Regions from separate parts of the Mus musculus genome. Here region 2 is linked to region 1. A link is a contact called in public Hi-C data. All regions are on one chromosome and are shown on one strand. Each heading gives the region's core, a stretch centred on a gene start, on an enhancer-like site or on the middle of the called end of the contact. The rest is flanking DNA. Distances are from core to core; before and after follow the strand shown.

The links. A called contact is a pair of places that touch in the nucleus more often than the background predicts.
Region 2: a Hi-C map of cerebellar granule neurons shows a contact between it and region 1, with 4 times the contacts expected there. The contact joins two enhancer-like sites. A contact is called at or near these places in 3 of 484 Hi-C or Micro-C datasets (cerebellar granule neurons and cerebellum).

What each region holds. Positions count from the first base shown.
Region 1 is chr6:19,942,654-19,947,575 of GRCm38.p6, forward strand. No RefSeq gene overlaps it. Among named protein-coding and RNA genes, the nearest start is that of Gm22828, 320 kb to the left of the region's middle. Within about 2 kb of position 1,643, at least 2 of the 459 cell types and tissues checked have an H3K27ac peak or open chromatin away from gene starts, as enhancers often do. A contact at or near this core is called in cerebellar granule neurons and cerebellum, where this site is marked.
Region 2 is chr6:20,637,384-20,642,165 of GRCm38.p6, forward strand. No RefSeq gene overlaps it. Among named protein-coding and RNA genes, the nearest start is that of Gm38772, 330 kb to the right of the region's middle. Within about 2 kb of position 3,103, at least 2 of the 459 cell types and tissues checked have an H3K27ac peak or open chromatin away from gene starts, as enhancers often do. A contact at or near this core is called in cerebellar granule neurons and cerebellum, where this site is marked.

The sequences.
Region 1 (4,922 bases), core at 393-2,892:
AGACTGCCATATCCAGGGATCCATCCCATAATTAGCCTCCAAGCAATGACACCATTGCATACACTAGCAAGCCTTTGTTGCAAGGACAGTGATATAGCTGTCCCTTGTGAGACTAGGCCGGGGCCTAGCAAACACAGAAGTGGATGCTCACAGTCAACTATTGGATGGATCACAGGGCCCCCAATGGAGGAGCTAGAGAAAGTATCCAAGGAGCTAAAGAGATCTGCAACCCTATCGGAGGAACAACGTTATGAACTAACCAGTACCCCAGAGCTCTTGACTCTAGCTGCATATGTATCAAAAGATGACCTATTCGGCCATCACTAGAAAGAGAGGCCCATTGGTCAGGCAAATGTTATATGCCCCAGTACAGGGGAATGCCAGGGCCAAAAAATGGGAATGGGTGGGTAGGGGAGTGGGGGGGGGGACTTTTAGGATAGCAGTGGAAATGTAATTGAAGAAAATACGTAATAAAAAAAGAAAAAAAAACAAATAAAACAAACAAACAAACAAACAACCCACAAAAAACCAAAAAAAAAAAAAAAAAAAAAAAAAAAAAAAAAAAAAAGAAAGAAAGAAACTGTCTTGAGAAATAACCCTCACAATTACCAGGTATTCCTCGTGACTCCTGTGACTTTGCACTTACTTGTGACTCTTAACTGGTATTTTTGGTATTTTCCAACAACGCCCTTCCCACCTCCTTGAGTTGTGGTATCTTCCTTTAAATACCCCCTGACCCAGCTACTCAGTGTGCCACGGTCCTCTACCCCTGGGTGGTGTATGACCGTGGGCGGGAGAGAGCTCTTGAATAAAAATCCTCTTGCAGTTTGCAGCAAGACCGTTTCTTGTGGGTGATTTTGGGGTGTCACCTCTCCTGAGTCAGAACGTGGGGGAGTCCTCACATTATGGGTCTTTCAATACCAATCCAAGAATCAAAAATCCAGAGTAAACTAGAATATGTAAGAGAAATGACACCAGAGAAAATTGCATATTTGGTTAAAAGGTAACAGGTACTATTATAAATATTACATTGAGCATGTATTCCATCTGAATACAAATTTGATGAAATGGAAAGATTTCTTATAGTAAATATTTAAAGTTATTTTTAAAAAATTAGACTGCTTACAACCTACTTCATTAAATATGTTGCACATGTAAGTTGATAGCATCCTAAGAGTAAAGTTAGATGACTTAACCATAGATGGCTGCCGAAGATATTACAGAAAGATAATGTCACTTCTATATAAAGCTTTATAAACACAGATATCAAAATGGAGTTCTAATTATTATGAGTCCATTAATACATTGACTGTAAAATTATAGAGGAGTATTAACCCTAAAAGTAAACACAAAAATTCATGTTTTAATAAATAAAACCAAGGTAATTAAGAATTAAAAAATAACTTCAATATTTCAATACCGAATGAGGCTTATCTCATAAGATGTTGTTGTTTTAACACTTGAATAAAATACATCACAATAGAACATTTCATGAGGACTTCATTTTGAATGATAGAATCTTCACTCTTTATTTGGGTGATTACTTCAATATCACTATGATACTTTCATAAAACCTATAGACCATATTGCCCAATGTATGACTAACTCTATGTAATCATACTTCAGTATGTCTTACTAAAATTGTGTTTGTCAAATTGAAATATGAAATATGTTAAGAAATATATTCTAATTATGCATTCAGGGATATCTTGATGTGGATGTTTTTGATATTTTATTTAAGTGGTCTGTACTTTACTCCTTTTTCTGATTCAAAATTTAATTTTGAGTAGCAATTAATCAAACATTCTCTTTGTTGGGGTATAAAACTGAACACAGTGTTTTCTGCCATAAATCTCTTGTCCATATGGTAAAGGTACAATATTGGCACTGAAACCTGGTGTCCATCTGGACAGAGATACATTTCCTACATGAGGCAAAACTTTCAAAATCAGCCATCTGTTTTTATGCAATTTTCCAAAAACTTGTAAATAAAATAATATGAACATGAAACAAAAGTGATCACAAAGATAATGGATCATTTACTTGACACAGTAAATGGTCTTTCAAAACATGCTGAATATTGTCAAACGGCTTTTGTAACTTTGAAGGTATAAATGCTATTTACTGTGAGAACAGCAATAGTGAATGAGTACATCATCAGTCCAAAGTTATCATATTAATGCTCAATTATCTTTCTTTTAATTAGTCATCCCTGATTTATACCGACCCAGCTTTTTGTTTACCAAAAGTATCCACAGTGCCATTTGCATGTGTATTTTTCCCCGAGGATTGCTAAGTGATTGGATATATTCATAAAGTGCATTGCTTATGATAAATTTATAGCATATATAAGTAAATGATATTTTCAAGTGATAATGTGAAATAATATACACATTGAAGTCATCTATTTGGCAGCCCAAATTCTGTGCCTTGTGTCACTTTACGCAGACCACTATTCTCTCCTTAATTATCACTACTGTGAAAGAAGACTAGTAAGCCCAGCTTCTGTAGAGATTAAATTTATCATGACAAAGTCCTATTGAGTTGGGCATTAAACAAAGCACTGTAGGTGGGGTGGCTTAAAACTACATGAATTAATATTCCACAATTCTTGAATCTGAAAGTATAGGAACAAAATTTCAGCATGGCTGAATTCAAGAGACAGTTGCCACATTACAGTCTCCTAATTTATACTATGTTCACATGGCAGAAAGAGTGTATGGTATCACTATAGGCCTTTATAAAAACATTGTAATCATTTTGTAGACTTCACTACATCAACTAACTATATATTAACCAACTTCAAAATACTTTCTTATAAAAAATAGTGTTTCACACATGTTGGGGTATACATTAAGCCTATTGCAGTATGTCAGATCATTATTTGTCATAACAATGTTTTGCTATTGAATATACTTTAGAGTACTTGTTTTCCATATAAGGCTTAATGGATACGGAATGTTAGTAAAAAAAAAAAAAAGTTTGTGATTGCTAATCTAATCATGTACATACAGGCTTTTATCCAAGGATCATGCTCTCATGGTTCCTGAGGGAAGCAACTATCCCAGTCAACATGTAATGTATTATGCATATGTATTCATCGCCCTAAACTGTATTCAACACAAAGAGGTGCACCGTGGTGTTTGAGTACCTTCTAGAGTGGTTCATGTCACTAGGCAGACGAGTTCCATTCTCTGTGCTCCAAGATTGCATTGGAAGTCATCCAGGTAACCTTAGCTCAGCTGGATCTGAAATCCCCTTGTGTGTCATCAGTGCATCTGCTGCTGACTCCCCTACAGAGTGACGATGTGACTGAGTGCTGAACATTTTTGTAGAACATGCAAGGGCAGAAATGCATCAGATTTAGTGATGTGGACTTGATCTATAATTGACAATTCTGGGAAAATTTAGTCTACTGAGTTTATGAACTCAGTTGGAGAAGCACAACAATTTTAAAGTAAAGAATCATTCTGAAACCCCAAAAGAAAAACTGCTCATTAATCACGGGAGACTGAGGATTAACTTCTTTGCCTAGACAAGCCATATCTATTCTAGCTTGTCTGTCCATGAGCCACTGGTTTCTTCAATTTATAAAATAAATAAATGAATGTGTGTTTTGTAGTCAGATCCGTCAAACTGTGAGATGTGCCAAAAATGCCTCCAATGCCTTTACTGACAAATGTCCAAATTTTTCAGGTTTATATTTCTAAATTATGTACTAGTTCTATTCTGCCACCACAAAAGAAAAGGAAACCCACAACAAATAGATATGTCATCTTATGATAAAGTGTTTCATGATACATTTTGAGGGGAAGCGTGTCAGAAAGAAGAAATGCTTCGTGGTTTACAGTTCTTTCAAGTATACTATCAAGATACAGTCAGTTTGGACGTAAGAGCTGGCCCAGTGGATAGAAGTGCATGCTGCCAAGTCTGACAACCTGAGTCAGGTCCTTGGGATTTATATGGGCAAAGGAAAAACAAAACAAAACAAACAAAAAAAACAAACAAACAAACAAAAACCTATGTCTAAAGGTTACTCTGTCACCTCAGTGCATGCACACTTACACATTAAATAAAAGGTGTAATAAAAAAGAATAGGTATGTTTAAGAAGTATGAGATATTTAAAGATTAAATGGAATTTATATTTCATTATTATTTTAATTGCTAAAACATGGAAATGTCATGTTACTATTAGTTTTATCAGTATTGTTAAATATTAGAATTACCAATGTTCTTAAGGCAGAGACTGATTTGAATTTAATTGCTTCAAATGTAACAAGTTTCATGGTATATATAAATTTTATTTGGTAGCCTAAAAATAATTTATTTATTTGATTTAACAGCTCATTTGGAAAGTTTATATTAAATGGAAGGATGGAATTCATTAGTTATCTTTATATTACAAAAACTAAACAGCTATCTTTGGTATCAGAGTAATTGTGGCTTCACAGAATGAATTAGGTATGGTTCCTCCTGTTTGTATTTTATGGAATAGTTTGATGTTAGATCTTCTTTGAAGGTCTGGTAAAATTCTGCACTAAAGCCATCTGATCCTGGGCTGGGCTTTTTTTTTTTTTTCTTTTGCTTGGGAGGTTTTTTAAGAATTTTTCTATTTCCTTAGAAGATATGAGCCTGTTTAGATAGTTTACCTGCTTTTGATTTAACTTTGTTATGTGGCATCTGTCTAGAAAATTGTCTATTACATCGAGATTTTCCATTTTTGTTGAGTATAGGCTTTTGTAGTAGGATCTGACGATTTTTAAATTTTCCTTGGTTTCTGTTGTTATGTCTCCCTTTTCATTCCTGATGTTGTTAATTTTGATACTGTCTCTATGCCCTCTGGTTAGTCTGCCTTAGGGTTTATCAATTTTGTTGATTTTCTCAGAGGACCAGCTCGTTATTTTGTTGATTCTGTGTATAG
Region 2 (4,782 bases), core at 1,853-4,352, 700 kb after region 1:
ATTTGAAATTGTGTTCTTGAATTCTAATAGATTGTTTACCAGTGATTATGAAATTTCTTGTTTATAGTTTCTCAATTGTAAAACACTAGTGGTTTGTAGAAAAAACAGGTTATATGATAATGTTTACTAAGTAAAAAAATATTATCCCTGAATGAAATAACAACGTCATATCAATAAGCTTAGTGCTGGTGGGGCTCTTAGGGGTTGCGCTGCTAGTGGCAAGGTAGGTAGATCACTGTTCCTCCTGTACTTAGACTTATTGATACTTTTCTAGCTAGCTTACCAATCCCCATGAGACTCTTAGTGTGTCTTTGACAGTTAATTAAGAGGAGAAGCAATGACTGTCAGTTATGTTCTGAGGAAATACAAAGCACTGACTCATTAATATTTATTTAGTTGAGTTAAAGTATAAGAGAATATGTCCATGTTTATTTTCTCTCTCTGTTCTGTATAGAGATTGAAACAAACAGAAAAGCTTAAGTCTAAGCAAGAGTAAATTGATATAATTATTTATACTACAAATAAAATTAGACACATTAAATGGATCCATAAGAGATAATTTTAATGGACCACATGAGAAAGGTGTAATATGTTAAAATCTAGCATATAATAACTCAGGAAGAAGCTTAACTAGATAATTGACTGAGTTTTTAATTGGCTGTTCTGAGAGAGCCTAATTTTACCCCAAACCATAAAATTAAAACCATAAAATTAAAGTAAAATCAGTTATTATCAATAATTATACTAATAGTGTTGTTGAGTATTTTAATTCCTTGCTTTCTTCTACCTCTTCATGTTATAAATGTATGGAATGGAACGCTCACTGAATACTAAATATTCTTTGAACTCTGAGAAGACTATATAGGATTTACATGAAAATAAAAAGCCAGAATATTTTCTCCATCAAAAGTATCTACAAAAGTGTTACCTTCTAGTGATTTTGGATTCACATTTGTTGATGCCCCTTGAGCAACTTATCATTGCAGTGATATGTGCTATGCAATAATTATCAAATATTAAATAAATAATTGTTGTATAAGTGCAATAATCTAGTATAAAGGTAAATGCTTCAATAACTGGTTATTTCAGATTGCTGATTATGAATTGTTAAGCTATCGTGTTTTAAGAGACATCTTTGTTAAGTTAGAGGTCATGTATCTGAATGTTGATCTATGAGACCATAATGACAAATTAATACAGTTAAATTCAGAGAGAAAGGAGAATACAAACATGCTAGTTAAATAAAATTTTATAGCATTAAATTTAGTTTTAATTCTCAGCTTGAAACAAACTAGAATTACCTGCGAAGATACTCTTAGCAAGAGACAGTCTATATCAGATTGGTCTGTGTTAATATCTGTTGAGGACCAAGTTATTTTGCAATGAAAAGGCCTGGGTTATTGTGAGCTGCAAAATTCCCTGAATGGGCTACCACAGATAATATAAATGTAGAGAAAATAAAAATAAATTAATTTATCACCTTCTACTCATGTCTATGTATGTAAGGTGAGTAGCTACTTCAAGTTCCTGATACCTTGACCTCCTGTGATGATGGGATATGACCTGGAATTGGGAGACAGGTTTATCCTCCCATATTTTATCACAATACCAGGAACAGAAATATAACACACAGCAACAAGAAACATCAACACTGTCATTAGTCAGATGACTCAGGAAAGTATCCCAGTACCAGGCCCATTGTGAAGACAGAACAACAGAAATTGAAATACCAGGACGAAAGTTATTCCTCATTATCAAATGAATATTGCCCGTGTGAGGCAAACTTTAAGGAAATGCAACCCAGTCTGCATTCCTGAACTGTGTGATATAATTAAATCTCTAATTAAATCTAGATATAATTAAATCTCTTGAAGTAAGTTTGATTCTTTAAAGACATATGTCTTGTTTTCATTAGGATGTTAGAGAAAACTGTGGTGAAAAATAATTTTATGACAGTTTATAGATAAGCCTTCTGGAATAATTCTAAGATTAACAAATTGCTAATTACAACTTTTTTTTGCCCCAGTTAAAAAACAATTTTCTCCCTTGACCTCTTCATTTAAATTGTGTCTACCTTCTATCTATATATTTTCACATACTTATTCATTTATTTACCATACACATATACACATATAAACTATGCATACAGTAGTTTTACTTGTCTTGTGGAAAATGACTCAGGAAATTCAAGTCATGTTTCAAAGAAACGTTGAAATCATGACAACTGAGGAATTGGTTAAGTGTAACAGACATAGTGACTAAATTATAGAATATTTTAAGCAAAAAGTTGACAATAAGGTTCTATTCTGTGTTTATAGTTTATGACTGAAACTATATGATGGGCAAAATGAGAAAGATACAAATCAATGGCAATACTGTGAAGAAAGGCCAAAGAGTTAGACATATTTTCAGAGCCCTATTCCTATGAATAGATATTTATTCTATACTCAAGAAAAAGATGATCTTGATGTATAATTTATAAAAGAATTAAAATTACCTACAGAAAATATAGTTGTCCTAGTGAATAAGTGAACTACAAATGCTAAGACTTCAGTTTTTCTAAGACAAAAGCATGTTCTAAAATGAAGCTGATGGCTGGACTCAGTCCTTGCACAGATTTAGTGTATAATCTCCTGCCTTATGGATGCTCGTAACAGATTTTGTACAAGTTTTAATCATCCAATGTCACTCTTGCAAAGCAAAACAATGCACATAAGAATTTTGCTACTATGTATTTTGCATAAAAGTCTTTGAATTGATATTTTCTTTCTGATAGTGAGAAATAAGTCTGAAGCATTCTGTACTTCCAGTTGGAAAATTTCTGATATCATATAGAAATGTAAATCTATTACCTTCCAAAATATCACATTATTTCTTCCCATTTTTTCTTTCTTTTGCTTTCAACCGTCCTGGGATCAGGTAGCCATGCCATCACAGAAATTAAAATGAAGCAAAGTAAGCAAACAAATCATGACAGATTAAGTTGGTGGGTGGGGAAAAGTTATGGGAACTGATTGCTGCTGAGATTCATACGAGGAGGTATGTTTATATAATTCTAGGCTCATTGCGGCAGGGGGGCGCAGGCTCAGTCCATTTGGCAGAAGGTTGCCTTTTTTTTTTTTTTTTTTTTTTTTTTTTGCATTCTGATATAGCACATCAAACCTGGACAGTATCCCTGTCAGTGGGAAAGGTCAGCCAGATTCCTATTGGGCTCAAAATAGATATCTTTTGTTAACTTCCTTAGGGTAGTAAAATACTGAGGGAATATTTCTATAACTTTACTAGTTTTGAGTCCTCAGTAATATTCTGTGTTATAAAGAAAGAAAGACATGATTAGCATGTATAGAAAGCTTTATTAAGAACAAGCAACATATATGCCTAAGCTGATCTCGTATGGGAAAAATAATCTTAAGAAAATAATCTACAAAACAAATCATACTTTTACAAAAACATTTTAAAAGAAATACAAATAAGAGTGATGACTCTTTCAAAATGCATACGTTCTAAAGTAATATAAATGTTTTAATATTCCTCTTCTTAGGAAACACATTTGCTTCAGAAGCACTCAAATATTTTAAAATGCTTTAAAATATAGTGGAGGTTTTGTCTAAAACATAATGCCTTTATGTTAGATTAACTTTCACTCATTATAAAAGGCATTCTTCTTGATACTTCCTTAGAGAAGTATTTTCAATACAAATATATGCAAAATGACTAGAGGGTAAATTTTTCTAATTAATTCAGAAGTAAGGGATGTTCTGATATTGTACCTTTTACCACTTGTACCTTATAAGGTATAGGCAAATTCTCTAAAATATTCTCAAGTTTATCTGAGTTGATCGGGTAACTCATAACTATTTCAGTTGTAATATTTTAAATGTTTTTCTAGATTCATGTCTGACATTCTACTAAATGGAGAGACAACTCTATGAGATTTTCTCATTTTTATCATATTTGACAGAATTCAAGGAATACATTAAGTTTCTAAAAGTATAAAAATATGATTCAGTTGTTATATGAGAGGCAGAAGTGATGGCACTTTCGGGGTGACTAGGATTATTTGTTTTAGAAAGCAGACAAGTATTTACACCATGAAATCAGTTTTGTTCAGAGTAATAGAGTGGAAGATGCTTCACGAGGGTGTATCAGTGTCAGTCAGATCGCAATTTGCTGTTCACAACATATCAGAGGAATTCACAGATGGCCTGAAGAAATAGGCTAGCCCCCCTGCCAGGCCCACAATGTTACTGAGATTAGCAGAAAACGTATTTGTCTTCTCAATTAATTCATTTGGTTAAATTAGCATTAGCTATTATCATTTCAATGCAAAAGTATATATTTAGCAGGCACTTTTATCATCAATATAAATAAAATAAGCTTTAGCCAGAAAAAAAAATTATATTTTTAAAAGTGATTAGTTTTCAAATAAGTCTTCTGAAACGTAAGTAACTTCAGATGCAAACTGTTTCCTGGAAATAGCTGTTCTGTTTTAGCAAAAAATATTTAAATCATTTTAGAAGAAAGCAGTTCTATTCAGTGAGCATATTCTATAGGGTGTCTTTGACATGTTGTACAATACCAGATCAATAGATAGCAAGCAGTACACACACACACACACACACACCACTGCAATTCTGCATTTGTTCCAATGACTAGAGTATCTACCTGTGCTCCATCTGCTTAGATGCATTTCTGTCCAAAAATGATAATTCTGGGTGGTCGTTTCAGTTAAAAATAATTTATGATTTGCGTTCCCCAGAGATATTGCTGCTCAGTCACTGT